Regions from separate parts of the Mus musculus genome. Here all the other regions are linked to region 1. A link is a contact called in public capture Hi-C data. All regions are on one chromosome and are shown on one strand. Each heading gives the region's core, a stretch centred on a gene start, on an enhancer-like site or on the middle of the called end of the contact. The rest is flanking DNA. Distances are from core to core; before and after follow the strand shown. Region 1 holds the start of Zfp618 (zinc finger protein 618). Region 2 holds the start of Col27a1 (collagen, type XXVII, alpha 1). Region 3 holds the start of Ambp (alpha 1 microglobulin/bikunin precursor).

Region 1 (5,033 bases), core at 1,448-3,947:
GTCCTAGAGTGCAGCTATCTTGCTCCTGGAGATCCAAAGGCGCTCTCTGTGTTGCACATGTGTCCTGTTTGCTGTGATGCTACACAGTCACTGCGGGTGACTGTGTTGTTTCTGCAGTGGCTTTAGGGAATGTGTGGGTTCAATTATAACCTGGGTTTCTTAAGCTTAGATGGCATTGCCCTTAGCATCCCTTCCAAGGCCTGGGCAAGATAGCGTCAATCAGAACACCTTCTCTGCGTCTCTGACTCCAGGGGGAAGCGTCTTTATACATTGTTGCTGAATATACATTGTTGCTGAATACTGGGGTTGAGGGGGGCTCTCTGTCAAATGCGCTGACAGAATGTTCAGGTCATCTAATCTCTGGGTTATGGAGAGGCAGAAGGTATTTGCAATGATTCTGGAAAGAAAAGGCTGCATAGGACCATGGGATTTCACAGGCTAGAGGTGACAGGCAGTCTAGCACTCCCTTTTGGGAAGATACTTTCTCCGTTCAAATGGACATGTAGGTAAAGTTTTGTTTAGTGGTTATTTTCTGGATCCCTAAAACTATGACTTAAGGACCTGGGAACTCAAACTCCTGCTATCCCCTCTATCTGACGAAGATCCTGCAGGGAGAATCACCAGCCAATCAGGTATAACTTGGAATCATTGCTGTGCTCCTGGAGTGGACCAGGCCCTTCCTCTTTACCTTGTTCAGGTACTACAGTGGTTTGCAAGAGGATGTTTTTAGGGAAGCAGCTGCCGGGACACTTGATGGAAATGTAAACTATCAGTTCCTTACCTCAACAGAATGAAGTAAGAACTCCAGGGTGAGACCAGCCAATCTGGGTGGTTCAAATTTGAGAAGGGCTAGGGCAAGCTCTTCTTGACAGTTTATCTGCCCCCCCTCCCATATATATACAGTAACTGCTCAGTGAACAGTTACTGTACCCCCCTTTCCTGACTCTCAAAGAAGGGCTTTTCTCTTGATAACCATCCCACTGCGTTGATCTCCTTCCTTACCATTCCAGGGAATCCTATCAGCCTTAGCTTGGGCAGAGGAGCAGGCCTGGCCAGGAGGCAGATACTCTGAAAACAGTTTAAGGCTCTAGTATCTAGGAGGAGGTGAGGCAAGCAGGCAGAGCTTTGCCAGGCTTGCCCAACTGCCAGCTCTGCTTCCCACTTGATCCACACGGGCCTTGGAAGATGCTGCCAGATCTCTTCCAAGAACATACGCGATAAGCAGGGGAAAAAGAAATGGGTACTTTTAAATCTCAAATCAATCACTGACTTTAGAGGTTTCCAGATGTAACTGGAAGATGCTGCTTAACTTCTTATGTATTTACCAGGCTGGGGTTTGAAAAGTGGGGTTCTTCACTGTTTTTCTTCTACGGAGGGCCAAATTCCCACAGACTGATTCTTCCAGGAGAGTGGTGTCTTTAAAAACTAACTTGAAGGAAGAAGAAGGGTTCTAAGGGGACGGACAGTTCTAGAGCCCTTTCTGTTTAGAGGAGTTTGCTCTTTAAACTTTAAAAAGCTCCTACACATGTTTTCTTAAGGTGGAGTCAGAAAAAGCACCCGTTTAACTAGCCTTAATTTCCATAAAACAATCCTATCCTTATTTTTTTTTTCTCAAGGGAAGGGTAAGGAAACACATTGGTTCCTTTCTCATCTGATACATGGCAATTCTTCAACTTCTTATTCTAAAACTCAACTAGCTGTGGGAGAAGAATCCAGGGGTCTCTCTAGTTTTCATATAGGCCAGGTCTTTCTGATTTATTATTTTTAAGTCTATTTTGGGAGTAGGAGGACAGAAACAAACCCTTAAGTCTTCCTAAGTCATAAAGAGGAAGCTCTCATATAAGAAACATTTTGTATTTTTATAGTTTAGGACTTTTGAAAGAGCAGGCCTCTTTAACCTTTCAGTTCAAGTAAGAGGGATAAGTCAAAATTTTCCTTTTCTAACTGGGGGGGGGGGGGGGGGGAGGGGCTGACCCTTGTTCAACCTTCAACATCTCCTTCCATAGGGTCAGGTTTTGTGTTTTTTTTTTTTTTTTAATACTTTTACTTTTTTTGGCGGGGGAGGGTAAAAAAGTGACTTCACTGACATCAAACAGAAGAGAGGCTCCTCAAATAGTAAATTTATATTCAGACTTGATGGGGGTTAGAGAGGGTCCCCTTGGCCCTCAGTTCTCAAACTTATCTGCGAGGACGGGGAGGGGGGAGCTAGGTATAGCCTAGGCTACCGAATATTCCCAGGAAGCTTTCCAGTTTCGTTCCTCAAAACTTTTATTTAAAAAAAAAATCGATCTGATTTGGGGGGGGGGGAGAGCTTGTGGGGAGGGGAGAGGCGTTCCCATTAACCCCTTCTGTCCCACCAGAGGCCGCTCCCCAAAACTTTTCTGTGCCCCCACCTCCGCCCCACGCGAGCAAATGCCCCGCGCGCGAGGCTGGCGCGGGAAAGTTTGGGGGGCCGCCGGCGGCGCGGGGGACCGGCGGCTTTGTGTGAGGCGTGGGGCGTCGCGGAGGCCCGCGGCGGAGGCCGAGGAGAGGCCGGGGGCCCGCAGCGGCTCGGAGGCCGGCGGGGGCGGTGCGGGGCGCGGTGCAGCGCGGCGGGCGCGGGCCGGCGGGGCGATCTGCGGTCCCCGCGGCGGTCCCCCCCGGCGCCCCCGGCCCCCGCCCCCCGGCCCGCGCGGGGCGGGCGGAGGAGGGAGCGGCAGCAGCGGCGGCGGCGGCGGCGGCGGTGGCAGCGGCATTGTGCGCGCGGCGCAGCCCGGCCCGGGAGGAGCAGGACGCGCCGGGGCCGCCTCCTCCCGCACGGACCGATGAGCCAGCCGGACGGCGCGGCAGCTCCGCAGGTAACGCGGGGCCGGGGCGGGGGCCAGGGCGGGGGCCGCAGCAGCCCCGCGGGATGGCGAGCGCGGGCGCCGGCGGGGGGATCCGGAGTGGGGCCGGGCGGCCGGGGTGCGGGAGCGGCCCCCCGGGACGCTGCGGGGCGCGGGCGACGCGGGGGCGGCGGCCGAGGCTAATGGGGACCCCTCACCCGGCGTCCCCCGCCGCCCCCCGCGGCCCCCAGCTCGGACCGGAGCCCAGAAACAAAGCGGCGAGAGCACGGAGCAGCCATTGCAGTTTGGACAATTCAGATTTTGCGAAAATGCAACCTTCTTCCAGATCTCCCCCTCCCCCGAAATTTGCAATTTCCCCTTGACCCTCTCTGCTCTCATGGTCCTTGGTGACCCCCAGGAGAGCTTTCCTTCCAGGCCCCCAATCTTTGCAACAATCTTTTTTTTTTTTTTTTTTTTTTTTTTAAGGCCATATTTCCTTCTCTCAATTTTTTTTTCTAATTTTTCTTCAAACGGTAGTTTTTTCCCATTAAAACGACGCCACCTAGAGGATACTATTTTGTAAATAAAAAAAAAAAGAAATTAAAATTGAAAAGAAATATTTTTTATTTCTTATTTATTCCAAAGTTTCATCTACAAACTGGTGGATGTGGGAAAGATTCTTTTTTTCTATCTTTTTTGGAGTGAAAATTTTCACTTTGATCATTGAAAGGACATGGAGACAATTTTATTTCTGAAGCCAAATCCAGATAATATGTAAATGAAAATTAAGCTGGAATTTGAATGAATTCAATTCTTGAAGGGGAGAAAGCAAAAATACCTCCTAAAAGCAAAGGCAGTTTAGGTACCTAAGTTATTTTAATTTGAGTAAAAAAAAAATAGTAATTGGAATGAGAAAAGGGGGGAAATAGTTCAGTTTAGGGAAAGCTGGGAGAATTGGCTTTATGAAGCAATTAGAAATTGTGTTTCATTATAATTTGCGGCTTGTTTTGCTCCGTAGGCAAAAATGACTAATTTTGCCATTTGGCAGCGTTCAAAGTTTTTCCATTTCCAAGAAAGAAGGATTTAGGAGAGAAAATAGATCCTAAAATGTTGGCTTTGGACACACCCAAAAATTGTAGGTTTAAATTTTTACATTTACATTTTACTGCATTTAACTCCTGAGATTTTAAAGAAAAACAGAAATTGGAAAAGTTAGAGTGAAATCCTGCCGGTCTTTTTTCTGTTTTTTGTTATGTTGTGTGTGTGTATGTGTGTGTTGTGTGTGTTGTGTGTGTGTTTTGCTTTGATGGAATAATTATGACTGTTTCCTGATTTTGTTTGCTGCAAGGTCTAGGCATTTCTTGTTTTGTTGTTGTTTTATCTAGAAAATGTCAGGGACCTTTTCTTGAGCAATATTCAATGGAGAAAAATGTCAATTCATATATTGTGCAAACTGAGTAGCCCACAGAATTGTAGGAGAGGCCGCCATTAAAATAAGATATGCATAATTAACATTATTATGAAAAACTAACAGTGGATTCACAGAAGCCCATTTTTTTTTACGACACACAAGTGAATCAATTGATGGAGATAAGGATTAAAAAAAATCCTTGTTAAAGAGGAGAATTTGTCTTTCTCAATTTTGTTTTCTAGTCCAATTAGAGTATTATCATCAGTTCCTTTTTTAAAAATTCAGGTTGGCTTCAGGTTTCTTTGTGATGTGGGGTTGGATAATTCATTAATATTTTGCATTTTTCAAATTTTTTTTATTGCTGTCAAAAGAGAAGAAATCCATTAGCCTTGATCATTTGAAGATTGTGTGTGTGTGTGTTTTGAAGGGAGGGGATTTGTAACAACAACAGAAAATTCCACAAATTTTACTGACCCAGTAAGAAAAAAAGGTGGGAGAGAGAATGGCAGAGATGAAAATTCTGATTTGAATCCATCTTCCCTGGTAAGAACACTTTGCTGAAGAAATGAACTGAAACACCAACTCAGCTGTTTCTAGCAGGAAAATTTATTATTTTCTTTGAAAGAAAAACTAATCAGAATACACACAAAAGCCAAACCCAGAGATGCTTGCCTTGGGAATTTGAAAGCATTTTTTATAAACAATATTTTATGTGGAGGTTTTGTCCTTAAGATAAATCAAATGAAGGTGAAACAAAAAAAAAAAAAAGAGAAAAATTTTCAAGGGATAAATATTGACTGGATGGAAATTTGACACAA
Region 2 (5,033 bases), core at 1,860-4,359, 250 kb after region 1:
CTCCCAGAAGCCTACAGGCTACTCAGCAAAGTTCAGCAGGCCCTTACTGCCATTTACTGAACTGAGTCTAAGGCAGAGAAGCAGTCAGATCTGCCCTAGTGCAAAAGACCTCGGGAAGATTGAGCTCCATGAACCTACATTCTGCATAGGCACAGTGAAGCCCGGATGGACACATTTCAATCTTTTGAGACCTCCAATAGTTTCCTATGTGTCTTTGGGGCTGTTAGGTTCTTGACACTAGCACTGTATTTAAAGACCACATAGGGGAGACTTGGAAAGGCTTTGGTGCCACCACTGGTCAGTGAGCTATCTTTGAGGAAGTGTCTTCTTGCCTGGACACCTGCGTCCTCACAGGGGAGAGACCTGGAGACTTTATTTTCTTTGCCACACACAGTTTTCAAGGCCAGTCTGCAACCCACCATACGTTCCTATGATTCTTCCATGGAAGATATCCTTTCTCCACAGCTATAGGCATAGCTAACATCCTTCAGGTTCTAAACACCACCTCCTCCTGGGTACATTCCTGGGATTCTAGTTATCCTCTGAGTCAGCTTGACAATTCGATTGATCCATGTGTTTCGTTAAAAGCCCCTATCACAGTCTTCCTTTATTATCTCTGTTATCTTTGTACTATTGGCAGAGGACAAGAACAGGAATAGTTCATGATAAAGTGAGAGTGGAGTCACCCATCCAGATGTGCCTCTCTACCCTAAGTTGCTCTTTCTGATTTGTGTTACAGTTTATATGTGTTCAGAATCACGTGTAATTTCTTTGTCCCTATCCATTAACAGTGGCTCACTTCCCAAGCAGAGGCTTGCATACTGTAGGAGCCCTATCCCCCTTTTGTTTTACAGCTTCTTTGGGCTGGAATATTTGGAGCACTGATTATGTCCCAGATTCCAGGCTGGCGATGGGGTTATAGAGGCATCAGGACAGTGACAGCACTGTGATGTGCGGATAAGTGTGGCTGTGAGTGGAGCAGCTACATCAGGTGAGTGCTGAAGAAGGACAAAGGAATGTTTGACAGCAGCAATGGGCAAGAAGGAAGAAGCAAGAAGGAAGAAGTGACACAAGTCTTGAGAGTCTGGCACTGAGTTCAGTGGCCCTTGTACCACTTACCAGCGTGATCAACCTTCTCTCCAGCGTAGATAATCGCATATCTCTTTTCCTGTAGCATAGAGGCCCTCAGTGTGGAAGAGAAAAGATGCAAAATATTACTGGTCACCAAGTCCCTCAGTAATGGAGATAAATATCGAAGAGTGCCAAACAAAGTAAGAGAGATACCCAACACTTAAATGCAATGCCTTTAAAAGCCTCTAAGGCAAAAAATAAAAAAGAAGGAAAAAAAAAAAAAAAACAACCCATGAACGAAATACCAAAAAAATGTAAATAAAGACAGGATGTGCCTGGCACAAAGTATGCAGCTCAGAAACACACAGCAGCTGTGATTGGGCAGGGAATACTTTACCTTCGAAGCTGTGAACTTAGGAAAATTCGAGAAAGACCCGCGGCCCTTTCTCAGGCACAGACACGGGCAATCAGTGCAGAGCATCGGGTGTTCTTGTGAAGGAAGGTGAAGCACTCAGACTGGAGGCGGGGGGGGGGGGGGTGCGCGGGGGGCCCCAGCAGCCCCGGGTGCTCTGCCCCCTGCAGGATGCCTCGTACAGCTCGGCGGAGCCCTCCCCCACTCCGACTTGGGACTTTTCCGAAAGTTTGCTGAAACCAGACACCTTGCTTGACGGTGCCCGCGTGCAGCCTCGATTTAAAAGGCCGCCTTCAGCGCCCCCCTCTCCGCCCCCAGCGGAGACTTCAAAAGGGCCGGCGTCTGTCGCGGCCTCAGCACCTATGAGCCACCCCCCGCACCCGGAGCTCGAGCTGGAGCCGGAGCACGCGGAGTGGCCGCGGCTGCAGCGCAGGGGGACCGGGCCGGTGGCGCAGGCCCGCGCTCCCATGCTCCTCCCGGCGCCGTCGCGCCCTGTGCGCCTTTAGGGAAGGGGACTGCACCCCCGCCCCCGCGCCCGGGGCTGCGGGGACCCATGACCACAGATGCCGTTAGGCACCCGCCTAAGAACCGACCGGCCAGCGTCACACTTGGGGACCCAGTAAGTGCCCTGGGACTCACGGAGCTCTGGGCGTTTGGAGTGCGCAAAGGTGGATGCATGTGCAATAGAGGGTGCAGGTCCTGTATGCACGCCTGTGGTTGCCATTCGCAGAGGGTCGTGTGCAAGCGGGGAGTGTGCACTCGGGGAGCTGCATGGACTGTGCATGTGGGAGTGTGTGCGCTGTGCATGTGCATTTTGTGCGGGTGTGAGCACTCGGGTGGCTGCCTCTGGGAGCGTAGCGTCTGAGATCGCCAGGAATCCAGACATCCAAAGGTGTTTCGCGGAAGTTCAGTACAGTGCGTGGCTGTGTCTGCGTGTGAATGAGTGTGAGTGTTTGGAGTGTGCCTGCGGGAGTGTGTGTGCGGGAGTGTGGTATGAATCGCCTTGTAGAGGCCAGAAGCTAGAGATTTAGTCTCAGGGCTGAGCCGTGCTCGTGAGTTTGAGAATCTGCCTGGGTGTCAGAGGGTGCCGCGTGGGATTCCGGGGAGTCTCTGGTCGGAGAAAATGCAGAAAGGCCGAACACATTCAGCACGCTTACCCACAGCGGTCTTCCACGGAGCTCTAGGGTGCAAGAGTTTCTGCTAAGAGTTGGGAGTTAAGACAGATGGTTGTCGTGGAAATGTAGATGCCAAGTCAAGGTCCCAACTGTGTTTCTGCATCTCTAGGATCCTCTCAGGAGTAGAATTTTCCCCCTTCCTCCCCCACCGCCCGCTATCGAGGATCCTTAGTGTCATTAATCGTAAATTCCTAATCTCAATTGTGATAGATCCATGAGTAGCCAGGAGGAGGTTCTTTTTCATGAGTCTGTTTTGAGATCTGGGGGTGGGATGTCCCCCTCAGGATGGATAGGTGGACGGTCGCGCGAGGCAACCGATGCTGCATCCCTTGCTGCGTCCGGCAGGGGGCAGCAGTTGGCAGCAGAGGGCGGCCCGGCGCGGGGAGGAGAAGAAGGTGGAGAGCTGCGGCGGGCCGAGACTTTAAATCGCCTTCATTTCCCCCAAATCCTTCCTTTTCCTCTCCTCCCCCAGGCCGGCGGGGAGGCAGCTTCCACCGCCCTCCGCGCGCGCTCTCCCGGCCTTGCTCTGCCTCCAGAGACCGCTAGCGGCCCGCCTCCAAAAGTTTGATCATCTCTCTCTCCCTGCCTTTTCTTGCTTCTTCCTTTTCGGTGGAAGCAGAAAAAGAGCGAGGCAGGGGCGAGCGCGGCTCCGGCAGTCCTGGGACCATGGGCCTGGCGCGGGCGACCGCCGGGCTGGGGCCGTGCTGTCCGTCTGCTCCGGCGCCCCTGGGCGCAGGACTGGGCTGGGGGTGCGCCGGCAGCGCGCTTTGAGCCGGCCTGGCGCGGCGCGGCGGGGGGCTGGCGGCCCCATGGGGCGCGCCCACACTTGCCCCCCGGGCTCCGCAGCATGAAGTAGGGGCCTGCCATGGGCACGGGATTCGCGCGGGGGGCCCGAGGCACAGCGGCGTCAGGACCCGGGGGGTGAGTACAATCCCAGGGTTGCCCCCGATTCAGCTTCCTGAACCTCGGATGTGCACAAGAGTCTGGGGTTCCCTGCCGCACCAGACGCTCGCAGAGTAACGTCAGCTTCCTGTAGCTTCCCGCCAGGCGGGACGCCAGGGGTTAACAGGGGCTGTGCACCCCAGGCCGAGCTCTTTTGAGACTAGGACCAGCAAGGGAGGGTCCGCGCAGAGCCAGACCAGCGATCCCAAGAGGGGTCTAGTGGCAGTGCTCAGAGTGGCAGGCAGGGGGCAGGGGCCGGAGGAGGGAGTCTCGGTGTCTGCAGGTCGCGGGCTTGCATGGCTTTAGTTCCACTGTCCTGTGAATCAAGTTTGTCGGTCGTCAGGTCCGGGTGTCTGTTCCTGGCTCGGCCTCGGGTTCTGCACGTTCCTGCATTTCCTAACCTCTCTGCCTGTGTGAATGTGTCTTCTTGGGTCTGCGTACCTCAAACTTCCCAGCTTCTCCCGGGAAGCCTGCAGTTCCTGTCCCTCTCCTGAGTAAGCAAGGGGTGAGAGCCAGCTTGTGGGAGCGGAAAGGCCCTGGGAGATCACCAAGTCCAACCTCCTTGTACAGATGAGGGAACCGTGGCCAGAGAGGGGCCGGGAATCTCCAGGGCGGGGCCCCCGCACACAGGGGCACCCCACAGTTGGGATTCCCAGCTTGTGCAGAAGTTGTAAGAGTGAGGGATTCAGTCACTATGTGTGGGTGTGTGTGGGAGAACGCGGTCCAGAGGGGCCCTGTGGACTATATCTCAGGCACAAGGCTTGCCTTTCCATCTTGCTGGTACTCTAGGGCTCCCAGAAGAGGTTGGCCAGAGTTATAGTACCGCCCACCCTCTCAAGAAACGCCCCTTTGAGCTGGAGCCAGGGTGATGAGGCGCCCCCCTTCTTTTCCATGTCTTGGAAAAAGCTGGCTGTTTGAGATTCCCCCACACCCCCCACCACACGCATTCGTATACACAGGGCACTAGTGAGCACATTGGTGACTCATTTTCTCCGGGAGACCCTGTGCCAGGGCAGATGCCAGCGGTTGGGCAGTGTGGTGGTGCCAAAGAGCACCCCCTGCCTCAACGGGGCCAAAGTTTGAGGAAGGCAAGCAGTACCAAAGCCTGCCTGCCCTTCTGGCCGTACATCCTCAAGCATCTACCCACCTCGGCTTCTTTGCCCTACCCTGGCTCCTTCTTGCCCTTCCTTGCTTCTACATTGAGAAGTCCTCCCTCCTGGGCAACCATATGCCCTGTTGCTCTTGGGTGAACACTGGGCTCTGGGATCTTCGTTGAAGTAGCCTATAATCCATGCCTTCCCTTGTCTCTGCTTGTAGCCCAACATACTCCCCTGATATCTTGTTGGCAGTTTCTTTTTTCTGATCTCAGTGCCCAGGGACCTTCTAAATGTCTCCATGGTCTGGCCTGGTCTGACATGCAGAGGAGCCAGTTC
Region 3 (5,033 bases), core at 1,024-3,523, 190 kb after region 1:
AGTCTCAAAGGCCTGTGCTTGCATGGGGCTTGTAGTGATGTGAGACAGGAAGTCCATCCAGGGCCAGACACACACGCTGTATTGAGCAGTATGTAGAAGAAATGGCATGGAAACAGTATGTCCAGGACTCACATACTTATATATAATAAATAAATAAATAAATCTTGAAAAAAGTCTTTGTGGTTGCTAGGTGAAGACTGGATCAAAGGGGAAGACTGGGGTTGAAGGTGGGAAGGAAAGTAGATGGGTTGCAGGAGACAGGGAGGGAGGGAGGGAGGGAGGGAGGGAGGAAGGGATGGATGGATGGGCAGATGGAGGGATGGAGGCATGGATCACAGTGGCAGCAGTGGAGAGAGGACAGGTGGGAGAGGGGGAGAACATGATAGACTGCACAGCATCAGGGAGGAATGGACAGAGTCTACACTTCACCCTAGACCCACTGGCCTGAGGCTCTCCAGCTAGGTCCTTGGGGTAGTTGTTCCTTTCCTCAGCCAAGGGAGGAATACGCAAGATGGGGGAAGTTGCACAGGAAGCCTAGTGCTGGAGACACAGTCCTTGAGAGGCTCATGAGACATCTGCTGAGGACAGCCATGAACCTGAGGCTCAGAAGCAAGGTCCTAGCTGAGGGTCCCAGGACAAGATGGGGGTACCAGGGAGCCTGGTCATTCCTGTGCCCCCCACTCACCGCCATCGAGTACTGGTCATGCTGATCTCTGTTTCTGTCGCCCCCTCCTGCAGCACCAGCGTGCTCACGCTCATCTTGTCCTTAATGCGGCTCAGCCACGGGCAGGTGGATCCCACCGCCAGGTTGTACCATTTTCCATAGATCTAGGAAGAGCCACAAATCTGGATTTAACCAAGCCCTTGAGGAGATGTGTCCACATTTCCCCTCCTTCCTCCAAGGACCAGCCCTTTAAGGGACAGTGTCTCAAGGTGACAGTGGAGTTCCAGGTACAGCATATTTAGGGCAGAGGTGTGCAGAGTCCCCCTTCCTTACACAAGGTCTGCTCCACAGAAGTAAAGTGTCTGAGATGCCCCTGTGAGTAGGTAGAGTCCAGGTTGCATATTCTGAGGTCACCAGCTATCGCTGCCTTGGAAAATGAAGCTTGGGTTTTACACCTTTCATGGCAGTGTCTGCCACCTTGTGAGGCAGCCAGCGGAAGTGCCATGGAGACCCTACAAACCTGGTGGGACCTTCTGGGACCAGTCAACCACCTCTTCCTCTTGACAGCAGTCAGATAGAGCTGACCTTCCAGCCCCTGGACCTCCAGCACACCTGTTCCTTGTCCTAAGGTATAGAAAATCACCGGGAGTGTTCTGAAAACCCCTCAGATAGATCATGGAGACAGCGTTGAGGTGGACAGGGTCCCTACACAGACAATTTTATGATTCAGGACAAAGCTGGGGTTGCTTTGTTAAGAAAGAAAGAAAGAAAGAAAGAAAGAAAGAAAGAAAGAAAGAAAGAAAGAAAGAAAGAAAGAAAGGAAGGAAGGAAGGAAGGAAGGAAGGAAGCATGTAACTCTACAACACACACACACGTACATGCAAGGGCATGTGTATGCAAACAAAAATATTTGCACATAGACACATATGCATAGACACATAGTGACATGTCTGCCACAGGCCAAGGTGCCCTTAGACTCACACTTCGTAATTTCCCCAATCCCATCAACCAGTGTCCTACCTCTCTTCCTCACACAATCCCACAAGCCTGTCCACAAAGCTCACAGGTTCATGTCCACCCTATGCCACCTGCCATATGTGGATTCCTCTGGGGACCCATGAGGACAGCGCAGATTTGGAAGGCACTAGGCTTACAGGGGGCCCCAAAGAATGAATGGCAGGTGAGGGAGCTGTATCTTCAGAGAATCTCAGAATAACCTAACAGCCTGGCCAGGAAAGTCTCCTAGAGATTGAGATGCCATCTACAAGATAGGAAAGATGAGTACTCCCAAGACAGGACAGGCAGGCCTTAGCTGGCAAGGCCCAGGAGCATGGGCATACCACCACTGTGATCACCTCTGCCAGAGAGGCCAGCCTTACCCGGGACTCACTGAAGTTCTCCTGAACCTGGATATCTGGCAGTGTTGACGCAGGGTCAGCCCTCGAAGCGAGGCAGGCAGTCAGCAGCAGGAACAGGGTCCTGAGACCCTGCATGGCTCTGTGGTCTTTGGTCTTTGATGTCTCTCTCACAGCTCAGTGTGGGAGCAGGGATTACTTCCCCGGCAGTGGCAGCTACAAACTGAGGCTGGGGAAGGATCCGGAGGCAAATGATGACCTTGGTGTTTGCTTTGCTCAGCCAAGGCCAATCAGGGTCTTGGGCCAGCTCTAATCGATCCCTACAGCCCAGCCCAGGTCCAACTCTGTGGACAGGAAGCCATGGTTACTGACTCTGAAGGGACGTTGACCAAGCACAATAGAGTTCAGACCCTAGAAAGGTTTCATTAAAGGTCAACTTTCCCCAGGGAGAACAGGGGATGGGGCAGTCAGGCAGTGTCTGGCCTGTCCCTCCAGTTCTTCCCCCAAGATCTCAGAAGATACAGGTAGCCTGGTTCTGGCTTCTTTCTCATATAACAAAACTAAGGCCCAGGGAAGTTGGCTATAGAGCAAAGCATCCTTCCTCCCAAGACTCTCCCTCTGGTCTCCAACCTCTCATAGCCATTAAGATAATCAGGACAGGGAGAGATGCTATCCCTTCACCGAGCCACACTGGTTTCCCACAGTGAAACCATCAGTACCCAGATGAACCCCCAGGCTCACCTCAGAAGCATGTGCAGATGCCTTTCACTGATATAAGTTTTCACTCTCCTGGATTGACAAGACCCACTAGGGCTCCACCGTAAGAAAGGGAACAGAGCCTCCAAAGCCAGGCAGCTTCCTGTGGTCTTCCTGCTGTGTGCGCTTGAAAAGAATGCTGAGCCCTCTGTGCTCATTTCTTCACCAATAAACGCTGTTAACACAAGTACCTGGATCCTAGCTTTGGGGTGAAGGTTGAAGGGGTGAATGCCAACAGGCAACAGCATTGTTCTTAGGGTGTGGTAAGAGTTGAAGGGTCATTGTGACCTCCGTAAGATATATGTTCCTGTCGCTCCAGTTGCTCCAGAACCATCAACAGGATGATACTTTTAGACTAAACCAGTTCAAGGAAGTTTGGAGAGAGGACACACTTTGTATCATTCCTAATGATTTAGGGTTTTTTATAACAGCGCCTAAAGAAGGTAACACAGTAACATTTTGATTTAAAACCTGCAACATTTTTTTTTTTTTGAGACAGTGTCTTATATAGCTCTAGGCTGCCCTTGTACTGGATTTGTAGCCAGCTCTGCCTTGAATATCTGACCCTCCTCATGAGTTCTAGAATTACAGGCATGAACTACAGCTACACCTGGTTTATGCTGGGGGGTGGGGGGTGGGGGTGGGGGGAGTTAAACCTAGGGCTTCCTGCATGTTGGACAAGAGCGCTACCAATTGAGCAACATCCCTAGCCTCTAGATTTATATACTCTAATGGGAGATTTTTAAACCCACATCTGTTTGCATCAGAGCTCCTCCCGTCCATGGTGCTATGATCCCTCTCCACTCTCTTCTCTCTCCTCCAGGGGTTCCAGCCATTGTCCTTCCTCCTCCCTGATTCCCTCACGGCACACTCCTTCATATAGCAGGCAATCCCTGTTAGAGCTGAGACCAGAGAGCCAGGGTCCTGCACGTGGAAGAAACAGGGGGTCTGTTCCACAGTCAGTGTACCATGCTCCTTCTGTGAGACCCAGCAGACACAGTTCCCTTTTGCTGGTATCCAGAGCACATGTGTGTCTGTCTGTAAATGAGAGGGTTTCCCATGCACCATAACAGACAGCTTGGCCACGGATGGAATTTCCTTTTTTGCTCTGGCTGCCAGGAAGCACAAAACCTCCATACACATTTCAACACAGCAACTGTCTTGGCTTAACTTTCTGGCATAGTTGCCTTCTTTTGTGTTCTTGATTCTCAGACATTTTTTAATATATAAAAATAACATTTATTTGTTTGTGGGAATAGTTTCTGCAGGAATACATGTGCCACAACACATGCACTATAGTGGGGGTGCTTGTGGAGGTCAGAGGACAACTTGAAGGAGTCACTTCTCTCCTTCCACCATGTGGGTTCCAGGGATGGAACTCAGACAGACAGGGCTGGCAGCAAGCACCTTACCCACTGATCCATCTCAGCAGTACAGTCTCTCAGCCTTTCATGGTTGGCTAATGGTAGGCATAAGGTGATGGAGAGAGAGGGAGGGGAGAGGAGGAAGGAGGAGGAGGAAGAGGAAGAGAAAGGGGAGGAGGAAGAGGAGAAAAAGAAGGAGGAGGATGAGGAGGAGAAAGAGGAGAAGGAGAAAGAGAAGAAGAAGAAGAAGAAGAAGAAGAAGAAGAAGAAGAAGAAGAAGAAGAAGAAGAAGAAGAAGAAGAAGAAGAAGAAGAAGAGGAGGAGGAGGAGGAGGAGGAGGAGGAGGAGGAGGAAGAGGATGAGGAAGAGGAGAGGAGGAGGAGGAGGAGGAGAAGAAGAAGAAGAAGAAGAAGAAGAAGAAGAAGAAGAAGAAGAAGAAGAAGAAGAAGAAGAAGAAGAAGAAGAAACTGAGCATATTGACTCTGTTCTGTGGGAGCTTGGGAACAGCCTTTTTCTTCTGTAATCTATAAACTAGAGAACAGAGCAGTTGCCATTTGGATCACTTGAGGACACACTTGAAAACATTCTGTGAATGTCCATGGGCACTCCAGGGTCTGTCCCACTACCTGGGCTACATGTATTGCACCAAAATGACCTCTCACGTACATATAATTTCTTTATATTTTATGTTCATTGGTGTTTTGCCTGCATGCACATCTGTGTGAGGGTCAGAAGCCCTGGGACTGGAGTTACAGACAATTGTGAGTTGCCATGTGGTTGCTGGGAATTGAACCTGAGGTCACTGGAAGAGCAGCCAGTGCTACTGCTGAGCCATCTCTCTAGCCTCTCCCAAATGACCTTTCTGAACTTGCTGGCAGGCTGGAAAGCCTAGGG

The links. Capture Hi-C pulls out chosen DNA fragments and counts their contacts.
Region 2: a capture Hi-C map of embryonic stem cells shows a contact between it and region 1, with 2.5 times the contacts expected there. The contact joins the promoter of Col27a1 here to the promoter of Zfp618 in region 1. A contact is called at or near these places in 2 of 484 Hi-C or Micro-C datasets (both in embryonic stem cells), 1 of 115 datasets of contacts at active chromatin or transcription factors (embryonic stem cells) and 1 of 9 other capture datasets (embryonic stem cells).
Region 3: a capture Hi-C map of embryonic stem cells shows a contact between it and region 1, with 2.4 times the contacts expected there. The contact joins the promoter of Ambp here to the promoter of Zfp618 in region 1. A contact is called at or near these places in 3 of 39 promoter capture datasets (cranial neural crest, liver and stem cell-derived epiblast-like cells), 2 of 115 datasets of contacts at active chromatin or transcription factors (bone marrow-derived macrophages and extraembryonic endoderm stem cells) and 3 of 9 other capture datasets (adipose tissue, embryonic stem cells and pancreatic islet).

The regions. Positions count from the first base shown.
Region 1 is chr4:62,962,870-62,967,902 of GRCm38.p6, forward strand. Zfp618 (zinc finger protein 618) reads left to right here and starts at 2,698. Exons shown (of 15, transcript NM_028327.1): 1 at 2,698-2,837. The coding sequence starts at 2,805.
Region 2 is chr4:63,212,303-63,217,335 of GRCm38.p6, forward strand. It overlaps Col27a1 (collagen, type XXVII, alpha 1), which reads left to right and starts at 3,110. Exons shown (of 61, transcript NM_025685.3): 1 at 3,110-3,579. The coding sequence starts at 3,524.
Region 3 is chr4:63,151,899-63,156,931 of GRCm38.p6, forward strand. It overlaps Ambp (alpha 1 microglobulin/bikunin precursor), which reads right to left and starts at 2,274. Exons shown (of 10, transcript NM_007443.4): 1 at 2,044-2,274; 2 at 686-828. The coding sequence starts at 2,157.